2 separate regions of the Sus scrofa genome follow, and region 1 is linked to region 2. The links are chromatin contacts, called in public HiChIP or PLAC-seq maps. All regions are on one chromosome and are shown on one strand. The core of a region is the stretch at or near the end of the contact, and the rest is flanking DNA. Distances in the headings are between cores, read along the strand shown. Region 1 has its middle 440 kb from the start of RUNX1. Region 2 overlaps RUNX1 (runt related transcription factor 1).

Region 1 (4,617 bases), core at 1,853-4,352, 460 kb after region 2:
AGGAGAGGTGGTTGCACTTTGGCCGTCATACAAGGACAACAGAGCTATGTGTTCCAGCTGTGAACACATGTTATCCTTCAACGAAAGGGAAGAATGATCCTGAAGATGATTCAGAGATTGACAGGGCTGTGGCTCTTACCACAAGGCCATCAGGTACAGGCCCCAGGGAGTGAGGCTGTCTTTTCCTCATTTTCAGAAAGCCAGGCTGCAGTCACTCAGAGCCTCACGGAAGGAACTGCTGGTATCTCGATCTCAGACATGCAGCCTCCAAAACTGTGATAAAATATGTCTGTGTTGGTATTTCATTCATGGTATTTTGTTAGGGCAAGCCTGGCGAACTAATACACCATATTACAAGAGGGGAAATAAATTTTTCAAATTAATTTTAACATCTTCTTGACCCAACAGATCCAAAAATATTATCATTTTAACATGGAATGAATATAAAATTATTAATCAGCTATTTCACATTCTTTGTTGGTACAAAGTCTTCCAAACTCTTACCACACATCCCAATTTGGATGCGTCACATTTCAAATGTCCAACAGTGATGGTGGTCACACAACTGGACAGTACAATCACAGACTACACAACAACCCATCATTAATTGCCCTTCTTTTTGCAAAGATTTTGGGCAATAATTTTTTTTTCATCTTTCGTCCTTTTAGGGCCGCACCCATGGCATATGGAGGTTCCCAGGCTAGGGGTCTAATTAGAGCTGTAGCCACAGCAATGCCAGATCCGAGCCACCTCTGTGACCTACACCACAGCTCATGGCAATGCCAGATCCTTAACCCACTGAGCAAGGCCAGGGATTAAACCTGCAACCCCATGGCTCCTAGCTGGATTCGTTTCTGCTGAGCCACGACAGAAACTCCCAAAATTTTTTAAAGCAATTGGTGTCTACAAGTAGACATCAGGTTTCTTTCTTCCTCCCTTCCTTCGTTTGTCTTTTTAGTGCCACACCTGCAGCATATGGAAGTTCCTGGAGCCAGAGGTAGAATCAGAGCTACGCCTGCAGCCTGTGCCACAGCCATGGCAATACTGGATCCCAGCTGCACTTGTGACATATGCTATTCCATAGCTGGTGACAATATTGGATTCTTAACTCACTGATCAAAGCCAAGGTTTGAACCTGTATGCTCACAAGACGTCAGATCCTTAACCTACAGCGACACAATGGGAACGCCTAAATATAAGGTTTCTTTCTAGACTTCTGATTTACACCCTGTGGGGGTCAACTGTTACTATAGATAAAGAATTTCTACTCAAATATGGAAATTAGAAAGCAATCAGAAAAGCTATTCAGGAGTTCCAATTGTGGTGCAGTGGAAAAGAATTGGATTAGTATCCATGAGGTTATGGGTTCGATCCCTGGCCTCGGTCAGTGATCCAGCATTGCCATGAGCTGTGGTTTAGGTCACAGATGTGGCTCGGATCCTGCCTTGCTGTGGCTGTGGTGTAGGCTGGCATTTGTAGTTCCAATTCGACTCCTAGCCTGGGACCCTCCATAGGCCGTGGGTGTGGCCCTAAAAAGCAGAAAAAAAGAAAAAGAAAGAAAATAGAAAAGTTATTCAAAACCAATGATCCAGCCATATTTTGCATCTTAGGTGCAATAAGGATCACCTGAGCACAAGATGACTCTGATAAAACCTCTCAGCCTGAGTTCCCCCCAAATCCATATTCTTTCAGGGACTGAATCCTGCTGTTTCCCCCAAACTGGAATATTGTTTTCCTCAAATTCCTGGACTCCTTGAATTCATCCACTTCCAGTTCAGATCTGAGGTCCTCTGCCACTCGCAACATGGTCCTCACAGTCTGGGAATGTGCTGCCCTCCCTGCTTACAACTCAGGATAAAACCGAAAATTTTCCCATGTCCTCTAGGCTCCCATATGCTCAACATCCAACTTACTGTCCCAGATCCACGTAGAGTCTCTCACCTTCACTCGCTCTAAGCTCCAGCCTCGTGATTTCATGATCTTGCCTCACACACCCTGCCATCCCACGAGTACAGGTCTCAGCTTAAATGGCACCTCCTCCAAGAAGCCTTCCTGGCCCAGAGCCCCTTGCTCACATTCCACCTGGCAAAAGACTATTTGTATTGACCACCTTTCACCTCTCAAAATGTTCTTTTTAAATTAATAGCTACTTTTAGAGCAGTTTCAGGTTCACAAAAAAATTGAGCAAAAAGTACAGATCGTTCCCATGGACTCCTTCCCACACCACGATATTCCCCTCTTATTCACGTCTTGTATTAGTGTGTGGTATGTTTGTTACAACTAAAAATATTACATTATTATTAACGAAAGTCCATAGGTTACACTTGTGTTGATTCTTTGGGCTGTATATTTTATGGGTTTTGACAGTTGTCTGGTGTTATATGCCCACCGTGACAGTATCATACAGAATTAGTTTCACTGCCTTAAAAACCCCTTGTGCTCCATTCACTCACCCTTCCCTCCCTCCCCTCAACCTCTGGCAACCACTGATATTTTGCTTGTCTTTTTTTCAACAGTTTGCCTTCTCAAGAATGTCATTGAGTTGGAATCATATAGTATTAGCCTTTTCAGAGGGGTTTCTTTCACTTAGCAATACATATGTAGGGTTCCTCCGTGTCTTTTTGTGGCTTATATTTCATTTATTTTTATTGCTGAATACTATTCCATTGTATGGATATAGCACTCTATTCATTCACTTGCTGAAGGACATGCTTTCAAGTTTTGGTAACTATGAATAGAGCTGCTATAAATATCTGTGTGAACATAGGTTTCTCAGCTCATTTGGGTAAACACCAAGGAACACCATTGCCAGATCACATGGTAAGACTCTGTTTCACTTTGCAAGAAACTACCAGACTGCAAAATGTTTTCTTGATTGCCATTATCATTTTACCTTCTTTTTTTGGAACAGTAATGTTTGAGAGTTAATCTAAACCATACTGGTCTTATTATAGTCACAAAACTAAAGCCTTGGGGAGGAAGGAGGGGCAGCAGATTGAGAAGGAAAGAAAGAAAGAAATTGCTTAGGAGAGCAAGACCCTTTTGCACAGCCTGCTTGGTAAGAAGGAGGATTTCCTGTTTTCTCTGCATTACAGACCACATGCTGCTGGTCTCATCATCACAGACAAACAGCAGCATCTGCCAGCCTGCTGGGCAGTCACAAGCACAGAGCTTCTGAGTTGCAGAAACACCTCTTGATAAATTCCACTCCTCCCGGGCCAGAGGTTTACATGACCTGTTGCAGCCCTTTTGGACACAACCTGAACACAAGCAAGGTGAATTTTTCCTCTGTATCTTGTTAACACACATAGAACAGGAGAGACTGAACCCATGACTGTTAATGATCACAGCAGAGAGTCAATGCCAAAGCATCACAGTCAGTGCCAAAACCCTGACATTCACCCAAAGCAGCCACTCCTGAAACTTCTTCACTGAACAGTCTTGGGCTCAACCTGGAAAAGCACATTTCATGAGTAAGGAGGGCAAGCTGCACCCAGATTGGGGGCCACTTGCCTTGTAATCTTAGGAACTTCACTGACTTCTCTGCCTCCCACGTCCACCATCAGCAACCAACCTTAAACTGGAATAACATCGAAAACCATGTGAGCCACTCAGACAAAACACAATTTATAATATTTTAATCACTACCGGGCTAGACAAGCCTCTCCCAACACAAACTTCCCACACTTCTTCCATTCCTTTTATTTCCCTCCCACGAATCCACAGAGTCCCTCCACGGAGGAGATATTGCAAAACCTCTGCAGCAAATGGGATGTAGCTTCCAGTCGTTTGCGTGTCTTCATGGGAACTGATACAAAAATGTGGTTTCATGTATCAGGAAAGCTTCTTCCAAGGCAGATGGGTGACACTGCCCATTTAAGATGTTAACTCAAGACCAGTACCTCTCTGCAGGGTATGTTGGCTCTAGAAACCTTGTACCTGGGTTAGGATCTGTAGGTGGTTTCTGCTGAAGAAAATGCATGTAAATTAAGAGACAAAACTCTGACTGGGCCTTTCAGGTTTGGTTGGTTGTTTTTTGTTTGTTTTTGTTTTGTTTTGTTTGTTGCCTCTTACAAAAGAGATGGCCTAATATTTCCCTTTAAGTTTATGATAAATTGAAAATTGTGTTTGTTTTTTTTTAGGTTATAAATGTCAAAAGAAGCCTATCCTTTGTATCAGGCAGAGTTAAAATATGCTTACCTTCTTTTTTTTTTTTTTAACCTGGAAAAATTCCCCTGAATTGAAAAATAAGCCTCCGCTCTTTGTGTAAGTCACAACAAGGCTTCTTTGGGGGCAAACCACTGTCTGCAGGTTTCCGATAGAATCTTTGCAGCAAACCCAGCAGCCACACACACAGCCGTGCCAAGATTCTCGCCAAGACGTCTTCCAAATTAGTAGTAGTAGTATCATTATTATTTTTGGTTATTCTTTTTGCCCAGAGCAAATACTGAAGTATAGAACCTTTAGAAATGCTCTGAATTTCATTACAAAGAAAATCACAAATATTGCTTCATAATCTCTTGCTTTCATTTAATCTCAGTCAGTGGGAGAGAGAAGTGCCATTACTTTGTCTAGCCATCCTCCTGACTCTGAGGGTTGGAAACCCAGGGCTGAGGG
Region 2 (4,676 bases), core at 2,087-4,586:
GCATGTCTGTGGTGGGGATGGAGGGAGGCTTGCCCTTGTTCCCCCAGCGCCCCCAGCATCCCATGCACATACTTGTCCCTGAACAAGTCACGAGCACAGTGATGTCTCTCCACCGATCAACAGCCCTGTGGGGTGGTTCTCACAACCCTGCTACCAGAAATAATGGGGGTGATGGAAATTTTGGAAAGGAGCATGAAGAAGTATCCTCTCATAAAAGATTAGCAAATAGCGTGTAGAAAAACGGAACTGAATGTGCTTTGGGATTTTTGAAACTTTTGACTAAATCTTCAATGATCCGTAGGTTCTTGGACTTATGATTAGCTATTTGTTTGTTTGTTTTGACTATCTCTTTTCTAGATTTTAAGAGCCTTCAACAAAGACAGGCTGGCAATCCCTTTATGAAAAGGGAAGGAAAATGAGTTATTCAAAATTAGGCACAGGAAAAATTCAGAATGACAGTATCATGCACTTCAAATGCAGTTTTAAAGGAGTTAAGGGCTCTTTCATCATCAAATCATAGTTCTGCTTCCCATGATGTCTGTAATTAGAGACTCAGCTCACTCATTATGAATTTATTCCAAAGGACACAAGTGTTCCAGTTACACCCTCTCTAGAAGATCATCTCTTGGGAATATGCACCTTTTAGGAGTTAAATGCTCAAGATCCAAAGCCAGACTAGAGTGGAATTCAGCCCTACCACTTCCCAGCTGTGTGATCTTGGCTAAATTTCTTGGCCACTCTGGGCCCTAGCCATCCATGGGTAAAATGAGGAAGTTGATTGTCCTCACCATATAGGTGACAGGGATGATGTGAGTTGCTATTCACAACGCACTTAAAGCAGAGCCCAACCCATGGAAAATGCTTCATGATAGTGCCTGTTCAATAAAACTTGACATTCCAGCAGTGGTTTCTCATCACTTCCTATGGGCTGCCTTCTGCCTTCTGAATTTAACCATGGTGTACATTAACCCAAGCAACTTGGAGGCCTTATTCTCAGAGTACCTACTTTTCTTTCCCTTGCCCTAGTTTTTCAGTAGAAAAACAAAGATCAAGTTAACAGGCCTGGCTTCCTCTAGAAAGGACTCCCAATGCATCAATTCTTTCTTGTTTGTCCTCAGCAGACTGGAATCATGGAGGCTTTGACCTTCTGCTTTTAATTATGGGGAATGTGACTGACCACCCTGCTTTCAAGGTCCCTGCTGTTAGCCTGTTAGTTCCTATAGACAGCTTGAACCAGCACAAGGAGGCTGGAGCAAGAGTCCAACTAGGCATAGGGGTACAAATATGTTGGGGAGGGGTCCAGTCGCCACATCTTTTTTATTTCCTGGCCCATGAGGAGGTGGAAGCGATCATAGGGCACTGGTTCCTAAGGTTTCTCTGGAGCAGTGCTTCTCAAACAGGGTGACTGTAGCCCTCGGGGACATTGGGTCTTGCCTACAGACAGTTTCCGTTGTCATGTCTTGAAGCGATAGCGCCACTGGCATCTAGTGGGTGGGGATGGGGACACGGCTATACCTCCTGCCACGCACAGGCCCCCTCAACAAAGCATGAGTGAGGGGCAGAATCAGAGCTGCAGCTGCCTGTCTATGTCACAGCCACAGCAATGCCAGATCCAAGCCCCATCTATGACCTACACCACAGCTCGTGGAAAGGCTGGATCCTTAACTCACTGAGCAGGGCCAGGGATTGAACCTGTGTCCTCATGGATATGTGTTGGGTTCATTTCCTCTAAGCACAACGGGAGCTCCACCTGCGTTTCTCAGAACTGAGATCTCAGGCTCTGCCTCTTAGTTTTACTGGGAGTAGAAGCTCGTGGTGCCAAGGCACACATGGCCCAAGTAGGGACCCGGAGTCAGCCCTAGGCTCCTTCCATCCACCCCACACCTCACCCACTCATCAGCCATTTACTACCAGCAGCAAGATGAGCCAGTCCTCAAGGGTGCATTAGATGCTCATGCTCGACCACAGGAAGGATGGGATTGGGGTTCACATTTTGGATTTGGTTTACCATACTGTGTAAACAGGAAATGGGAAAATCAAGCAGAATGGAGTCTAAGGGAAAAAGGCAAGCCAAATAGAAAGGAAAGGTTCTATGATGGGTAGAAGCCACCTGAGGGTTCTGTGCCAGGCCCCCCTCAGGCTAGTACGCAAGGTGGTGTCATCACAGTCACACTGCACAGATGCGAAAGGGATGCCAGAGAGGGGAGGTCTTCTCCCCAAGGTGACTCTGCAGGAGCAGAGCTGGCCTTTGCGCAGGGGCTCTGCCCTGGTCACAGGAGGCGAGTGGGTAAGGCAGAGAGCATCCGCTCCCCCTGGGCTCTGCTGTACAAGCTGTGTGGTCCAGAGGCAGGCTGGCTTGCTTTCTTTCTTTCTTTCTTTCTTTCTTTCTTTCTTTCTTTCTTTCTTTCTTTCTTTCTTTCTTTCTTTCTTTCAAGGGCTGCACCTGCAGCATATGGATGTTCCCAGGCTAGGGGTCAAATTGGAGCTGCAGCTGCTGGCCTACACCACAGCCACAGCAATGCCAGATCTGAGCCGCATCTGTGACCTATGCCGATGCAGCTCAAGGCAACATCAGATCCTTAACCCACTGAGCAAGGCCAGGGGTCGAACCCATGTCCTGGACACTAGTCAGGTTCGTTACTGCTGAGCCACAAGGGGGAACTCCCCTGGTGGCCTTCTTAACTCATCTTTGCTTCATGCTCCTTTTAAAATTTTAATTAAATGAGGCTTCCGGGGTGTACTTTTCTCACAAAGCTTTTGATGAAAAGAAATGATGGCAGGGACATGCCTCTGGGAGAACGTTAGATGTTTTCAGTATTTACAAACGTCAACATAACTTTAATTACCGAACTGACACGAAGACCAGACCTTTCCTTCTACGAGCCTGGGACAGAGGCACTGTGCCCCCACTGTGCGCTCCCTGTCACTTGCCCTGGATGTTTCCAGAACCCATCACAGGGCCTAGGCCACAGGAGTTTTCCAGGCTCATGTGAGGCCACAGGGGTCAAAGTCCCTGTCTGATTTCGACTCCTTCAGGCTCTGCGGTCTTTATAGAAAAGCAGCTGAGAGAGGAGGCTGTTTTGAAACTCCAGCTGCTTCTGTGGAAATGACCAGTTGGATTCTACACTGACCCGGTGGGGGTGAAATCAGAGCACAAAATGGCAAAAAGCCCTGGCCTCAGGGGAAGCCCACTGTGGGCGTGTCAGCATGGGCCTGGGGCCAGGCCTCCCCAGAAAGAACCAAATAAAGCCTGAGTAAAGTTCAAGTGGAGCTGGGGTCCAGGGAGGAGAAGGAAGCCCGGGGTGGGGGCACTGTAGAAGGAAGAGAGAGATTGGAGAGATAGAGCCTGCAGAAGTGGGGCTAGGGTGGCCAGGCCCTGGGTGTATGCAGACGGCACTCACTAAGCATAAGAAGGGCATTTTCTGAGTCATAAGAGTTTCCCCAGCTATCATCTTCAGTTTACACTACAGAGTTTTTATTTCCCTGTCAGATGCACACAAGGAAAGCAAGTCTTTTGAGCTAACACAGAATCCCCTTTCCAAAGGAGCTTTATTAGTTTATTATTACTTTTTATTGCGAAGAATAATTAGCACGAGCGCCTTTTAATTTGTTCCCATTAAGATGTTTGCATAACAACAATTAGAGGCTGGCGGGGCTCCCTGCTTCTAGGCAAACAGGGGACTCTCCCTGGCTGGGAGCTGGCTTCCAGGGGGGGAAATGTAATTAATTACTGCGTCCTTTGCCACGTGGAGCCCAGGGAGAAAGGGAAGGAACTTTCTGCGCCTCTGTGGTAACTCACTGTAGACTAATCAGATGAAAAATGCCTTTTATACAAATAAGGTTAAAGAGGAAAAAAAGAAAACCTCAAACCCACCTACTTGAGAAAAGGATTTATAATGATGTCAGAAGGCTGGTGACGGGGACTTTCGAAATTACAGATGTTTCTGCAGAAGGATCGAGAGAATTATCCTCAAAGGTCCACCAGTGAGTGGGTCTCTGGCTTCGCAACTGGGACCTGTGGTGTGGGAGGGTCCAGGTTACAGTGGGGAGAGGGGGTTGTGTGTGTGTGGGGGGTATGTGGCCACTTTTGTTGTCACAGCTGAATCAGCTGCTTCTGGGTAGAATTTTTATCCCAGCCACAGGAGTACCTGGATGTGAGGGTTTGCTGGGAGCTCCACTGAAAACCCTGGCCAGGGTCGAGGTGCTGACAGGCTGGCTCCCAGGAGCTTGCTGGCTTCCTAAAGGATGGACTTGGGTATGAGGTCCCTAATTTGGGGGTGGGTCCTTCTCTGGGTTTTCTGTACTTGGATCCCAGGACATGGACTGGGATGGGGCAAGAGAGGCACCCAGGACATAGAATTTAAGTTGGTGCTGTCTCTCCAAGTTATGCAAGTTCAGGGTCAGCCTTATATGACCCCAAGAGTGAGCACTTCTTTAAGGTTTCTTAAGGAAGCACATTGCTGAATCAAACCAGTCTTATCTCAGATGGACAAATTTGATGAGTTGGCTGGAAAGAAAGACTTAGGCATGGTCTCCCCAAACTCCCACCTCCCAGCCAGCATCTCATCATCATCTTGGGAACAGGTGATTTTGATGTTCATTTCAGTTTGAGCTCTGCTGGCTTGGAGAACATCTTTTGTAGACAATCCTGGAACCACCAGAATGTCTCCCTTGGG

What was found. HiChIP or PLAC-seq counts read pairs in DNA pulled down with a chosen protein or histone mark.
Region 1: an H3K27ac HiChIP or PLAC-seq map of alveolar macrophages shows a contact between it and region 2. The contact joins two enhancer-like sites. A contact is called at or near these places in 2 of 2 datasets of contacts at active chromatin or transcription factors (alveolar macrophages and skeletal muscle).

The regions. Positions count from the first base shown.
Region 1 is chr13:199,072,154-199,076,770 of Sscrofa11.1, forward strand. No RefSeq gene overlaps it. Among named protein-coding and RNA genes, the nearest start is that of RUNX1, 440 kb to the left of the region's middle. Within about 2 kb of position 3,103, at least 20 of the 83 cell types and tissues checked have an H3K27ac peak or open chromatin away from gene starts, as enhancers often do. A contact at or near this core is called in alveolar macrophages and skeletal muscle, where this site is marked.
Region 2 is chr13:198,616,230-198,620,905 of Sscrofa11.1, forward strand. The region is part of intron 1 of RUNX1 (runt related transcription factor 1); the gene reads right to left. Among named protein-coding and RNA genes, the nearest start is that of RUNX1, 17 kb to the right of the region's middle. Within about 2 kb of position 3,337, at least 24 of the 83 cell types and tissues checked have an H3K27ac peak or open chromatin away from gene starts, as enhancers often do. A contact at or near this core is called in alveolar macrophages and skeletal muscle, where this site is marked.